Linked DNA regions of Pan troglodytes: region 2 is linked to region 1. A link is a contact called in public Hi-C data. All regions are on one chromosome and are shown on one strand. The core of a region is the stretch at or near the end of the contact, and the rest is flanking DNA. Distances in the headings are between cores, read along the strand shown.

What was found. Hi-C and Micro-C count contacts between places; a contact is called where the count stands out from the background.
Region 2: a Hi-C map of stem cell-derived neural progenitor cells shows a contact between it and region 1, with 1.9 times the contacts expected there. The contact joins the promoter of PREX1 here to the enhancer-like site in region 1. A contact is called at or near these places in 1 of 7 Hi-C or Micro-C datasets (stem cell-derived neural progenitor cells) and 1 of 1 datasets of contacts at active chromatin or transcription factors (stem cell-derived excitatory neurons).

The regions. Positions count from the first base shown.
Region 1 is chr21:54,945,548-54,948,247 of NHGRI_mPanTro3-v2.0_pri, reverse strand. All of the region lies in intron 14 of PREX1 (phosphatidylinositol-3,4,5-trisphosphate dependent Rac exchange factor 1), which reads left to right. Among named protein-coding and RNA genes, the nearest start is that of PREX1, 160 kb to the left of the region's middle. Within about 2 kb of position 1,312, at least 5 of the 24 cell types and tissues checked have an H3K27ac peak or open chromatin away from gene starts, as enhancers often do. A contact at or near this core is called in stem cell-derived neural progenitor cells, where this site is marked.
Region 2 is chr21:55,106,118-55,108,817 of NHGRI_mPanTro3-v2.0_pri, reverse strand. It overlaps PREX1 (phosphatidylinositol-3,4,5-trisphosphate dependent Rac exchange factor 1), which reads left to right and starts at 1,370. Exons shown (of 40, transcript XM_016938084.4): 1 at 1,370-1,738. The coding sequence starts at 1,520.

The sequences.
Region 1 (2,700 bases), core at 63-2,562:
TCACACCTCTTTCCCCCATTACTCTGTCTCTCCACCCCACTTTGCCTCTTCCATCTTCATTCCTCAGTGGTTCTCTCCAGTGAAAAAATAACTAATCAGGAACAGCTGACATTTATCAAATGCTGCCTGTGTGCCAGGCTTTGGGCCGAGGGTCTTGCACAGAGTGTCTCATTCAATCCTCACGAGAACTTGGTGGGATGGAGACACTCTCCCCACCACTATAGACAGAGACCGAGACAGGGAGGTGAGTTCAGAATCAGTTTCCAAACTAGGTCCTCTCTTCTCCCTTCTTTCTGTCCCTCCTCCCCTCTCCCATCACATCCCTTTTCTTCCCTTCCTTCCACTTTTTGTGCCCCACCAAGTAGGAGACTTTGAATTTTGATGTGGGATGATGAGGTGAACATGGCAGGCAGTGTCCCTGCCCGCATGGAGCTTACACCCGGTGGGCAACAGACCTTAAGCAAAATGTATACATGGGTGAGTTAATTTCCCAGATGCCTTGCAGGGTACTGAGTGTGTGTGACTGGTGAGCGTTTATTGAGAGGACGGGTGGAGGAATGTTTGGGGGGCTACTTTCAGGTAGTTAAGGATGGGACTCTCTGAGGAGGTGGTACGGCCCTGAGACCTGCAAAGCCGGGGCAGGGCATTCCAGGTGTGCAGGAAAGGATGAGTGCAAAGGCCTTGAGGTGTGCAGAGGGCACCTGGGGGTGGGCAGGCGGGTGTTGGGGTCAAGGCAGGGAAGCATGGTGGGGGAGGTTGCAGGGGTCTCGTGTGCAGCGGCTTCCTCTGGGAGAGGAGAAATTGCATCCTTCCCAGAGGGCTGCAGGGAGGTGGCAGGGCTTCCTGTTCAGGTGGCACATCGGGGCCTTCTGTATCACTGTTGACCTGAGAGTCCCTGCTGGCCTAGCTTTAGGAGCTCCAAGACCCTGTGGGGAGGCTGGGACTGTGAGCGCCTCAGAAGGCCAGGTGGCTCCAGCTGCCTGCCGGGCCTCCCATCTGCAGAGCTAGGGCCTGCCGCCATTGGGCCCTGCTGGCCTCCCCACCGCCGGCCCCTCACGGCGTGGGGGTGGCTGCTTTGGATATGGCCTCTCATAGCCACCTCCCCTGGCAGGGTTCCCAACCCGCAGGCCCTCCAGCTACTGGCTTGGGGTCCTGTGGGAGAAATGTGTCTTTATGGAGTCAGCCAGGGCAGGCAGTGTGGTGAAATGTCAAGGCCAGAGGCTCTGCCCCAGGCCTTCTGCCCAGGGCTGAGTCCTGCTGCCTCTGAATAGCACCCCTGTCTCCTCTGGTTGGAAAATCCCCTCTGGCTGTGGATGGGAGGGGAAAGGCGGGGCCTCTCAGGGCTCCTCATTCTGGGAGGTGTTTCAGTGAGACGAGGTGGTGCCTGTGGCTGTCTCTTTGGAGTTCAAGCTCATTGACCTGGCTGCAAGCTCCTATACAATCTGGCCCCTGCTGACCACTCCTTTATTAAATCAGCAGACAGCTATTGAGCAGGGACTCTAGGTCAGCCCCGTTCCCAGCACTTAGGATTGAGCGGGGACATAGCAGTGCCGGCTCCTGGCCCCCGCGGGCCTGACTCAGCTTGTCCTCCTCTGGCCGGCCGTGCTGCCTTCTGGTTCCTCTGCGCTCCAAGCTGCTGCCCATCTCCAGACCTCTGCCCCTGCTGTTTCCTCTGCTTGACAGTCCCTCCTACCTGCACATGCACGTGCACACACACACACGTGTCACACACTTGGCCTGGACGTATTGAGTGTATTTGGGTTGCAAGCAACAGAAACAGGCCCTGGCTAATTGAAGGGGGAATAAAAAAGGATGACTCATTGAAGGGAGGTGGGGCACTCAGAAAGTCAGGGCAGGCCTAGGAGGCCTTAGGAAGAACTGGCACCGGGAAATGCTGAGAAGCTAGCACTTGGAGGCTCTGTCCAGCACACCGCTGTGGGGGACAATCAGCGCTGCTTTTCCTTGTCCTTGGGGTCCTCCACTCAAGTGTCATGTTCTTGGGGCAGGGAGCATCCGTTTGGCCTCAGCCTGGCCTAGGAGGGCTGCAAACCTTGATCAACTGCCCCACCAAGATGACATCCCACCTGGGAGAGTTGGCCCCAAAGGCCAAACCTGCAGGGTCCAGCACACGAGCCGTGCCTCATTCTTCACGTTTCGGGTTGGATGTCACTTCCTTGGGGAAGTCCTGAGATGAGTCACATTGCCTTGGTTCAAATTGTATCAGTTTGGAATATTTTCATTTGCCAGGATAACAAACCCAACTGAACAGTGGCTTACAGAGATGCCACCTATCAAGAAGCATGGAGCTAGGTGGTTCCAGGGCTGGTTTGTGGGCTCAGTAGCAGACAGAAGAATCTTCCATTCTTCACCCCACCATCCTGAGCATCACTTCCTCACATGACTTTATCCCAGGCAGGGAGGAGTGGTGCTGCTTTTCCCTTTTACCTGGAGGGGAAGGTGTTTTTCAGAAGCCCCTGGTAGGCTTCCCCAGTCATCTTAGTAGCTGGTGCTTGGTCAGTTAGCAATTGAACTTGATTTCTAGTATTAGAGACACAATTATGGAAGCTGAGCCAAATTAGGGTTTGTGTTTCTGTAGCATGAGAGAAGTCCAGAGGTGGGTGGTTCAGAGCTGCTAGAGTGTCTCCTGATATCTTTGGGGACCACACTCTCTGTGTCTTTCTGCTCTGCCTTCCTTAGTGC
Region 2 (2,700 bases), core at 121-2,620, 160 kb before region 1:
TTTTGGAACAGGGATAAATAAGCAATGTTTCTGTCCATAAAATGACTACAGTCTAGAGGCGGATACTATGTGGATCACTTTATCCCCTGCAGAGATGATACAATCTCTGGTCCGGAAACACGGGTGATTAGGGATTGTATGGGCCATTTGAGAGTGGGGCCAGGCTTAGAGGGCCGTTCACACATGCAATAATAGTAAGAACAAACATTTACAGAGAACTTTCTAGGTGTTGGGCTTCACACATGCAATAATAGTAAGAACAAACATTTACAGAGAACTTTCTAGGTGCTAAGTACTTCCCGTGGAACCCCGGGCAGGATCTTGGAGCTAGGTACCATGACCGTTCCCGTTATACTGATGAAAACACTGAGGATCTTGAAGCAAGGAAACCAGCCCAAGGCCACCCGGCCAGCAAGTGGGGAGCTAGGATTTGAACCTGAGCAGCTGACTCTAGGCCCCAGAGCTTCCTCCCCTCTCCATACCTTCCGATAAGAGGGGTGATGATCAACATCGCCCAGAGCAACCTGACAAGAAGCTGGGTTTCCCAAGGCCTTATCCCATGGGTTGGGTGGATGGAAGGGGGAGCAGCAGGGTACCTGCCACTTGATCAATAACTCAAGAGCAGGTAATAATTTCTTCTGGGAAAGGTGGAAAGGGCAGGGTCAGGGGGCAAAGAAGTTCAGAAAGAAAAGGAAGGAAGGAAAGAGAGAGATGGGAAAGGAAACGGGAAAGAGAAAAGTGAGAGCGAGCGCGCGCCACGCATGTTCCTTCCTAAGGTCGTGGTAGCACCGAGGGCACCGCGAGGGCCCGGCGTTCCCGGGAGGGGCCGTCACTGCCCAGGCAGCGGCCGCCCCTGACTTCCCGGGGCCGCGGGGGCGCGCGTGGCGGGGCCGGCTTGCCCCCGAGCGGCTCCGCAGCGAGCTTTCCCAGCCCGGTGTTTACTTGGCCCGAGCAGCGGCCGGACCTGCAAGCAGGAGCCTGCGCGCGGCGGGTGTAGCGTGTGCCGGGTGGGAGTGGCGTAGCCCGCGGTGACGGCGGGTTGGGGGGCGCCACGCGTCCGGGCGCGGAGTTGGTACGCTCGGTTCGGCGTGCGCGCGGCCTCGGACTCCCGGCTCCGCGGGGCCCTTCCGGAGGCTCCCGCCCGACCCCCGAGCTTCCGACGGAGGCGCCGAGCGCCGCGCCGCGTCCCCAGGGGCCCCGTGCACGCGCAGAGCGCCTCTGCGGCCGATCGCGGCGTGGCACTTGGCAGACGGTCCCTGGCGCGGGGGCGGGGGGCCAGCCGTCTGGGAGCCCCCGAGGGCCGCCCCCTCCCGCCCCTCGCCCGGCCCCCGCGCGCTGCCTCCGCCCCCGGCCCAGCCGCCCGGCCCCCAGTCCCGCCCGCCGCGCCGGGAGCCCGGCCCGCCGCTGAGCCCGGCCCGCCGGCGTGCCCCGTCCGGGATGGGGCGCCTGGACGCCTGAGTTGCCGCTCGGCGCGACCTCCGCGCGGGGGAAGGAGCCGGCGCCGCGCGGCCGCGCTAGAATGGAGGCGTCCAGTGGCAGCGAGCCCGGCGGCGACGGGGCCGGGGACTGCGCCCACCCGGACCCCCGGACCCCTGGCGCCGCGGCGCCCAGCTCCGGCCCCGGCCCGTGCGCGGCCGCCCGGGAGTCCGAGCGCCAGCTGCGCCTCCGCCTCTGCGTCCTCAACGAGATCTTGGGTACCGAGAGGGACTACGTGGGCACCTTGCGCTTCTTGCAGTCGGTGAGTGTCGCTCGGGAGCTTGGGGACAGCTTTCCCTCCAGCCGCTCGCCCCGCTGCGGTCCCCACAACCTGTGGCCGTGGTCCCCGTGGGTGGAGAATTGCCTCGGGGGCGCCCCGCGGGGCGCGCGGAAAGCGGGGGGGATCCGAGCTCCTCCAGAGCTGTCGCGTCGCCTCCCTGCCTGGCCGGCGCACGGTCCTGCTCCGACCGGGGCTCTCCCGCACTCCACTTCCCCGCGGCGCGCGCTGCCCTTTTGTCTTTTCTTCCCCGTCCCCGCCTTTCAGATAGTTTTAAAATTAGTTACATCCGCGATGCAGGGGCTTGGGGACCCCGGCGGCTCCGGGAGCTGGCGCTCCTGCGTCTTTTTCCCAGGAATAACTTCGCGCCCGGTGCACCACTCATCTAGGACAGACCGTAGGAGCCCCAGAGCCCAACGTCCCTGCGCGTTGATGGAGTAGGATAAAACCTGAAGCTCAGAGGAGGGGCGGGGATTGACAGAACCCCAGGGTAGAATCCCCCATGCACAGGTTTTTGCTGGAGTTCGGGGAGAGTGGGTTTCGAACTCAAGACTCGGCAGTCCAGGCTCCCTAACTGCATCCACCCCCACCAACTCCCCATCTCCAAGTGCAAAACCACGGCCTCAGACTTTGTAAAATAACAACCGAGCACTTACTATGTGCCAGACACCTTACATGTGTCATTAATTAGCAGGTTTAACCTTCACAGGCGGTCTATGAAGTAGGGACGAGTATTTCCCCCATTTTTAATTAAAAAAAATTTTTTTTTGAGACGGAGTCTCCCTCAGTCACCCAGGCCGTAGTACAGTGGCGCAATCTCGGTTCACTGCAACCTCCACCTCCCGGGTTCAAGCAATTCTCTTGCCTCAGCCTCCCCAGTAGCTGGGATTACAGGCACGCGCCAGCCACCACGGCCGACTAATTTTTGTATTTTTATCAGAGAGGAG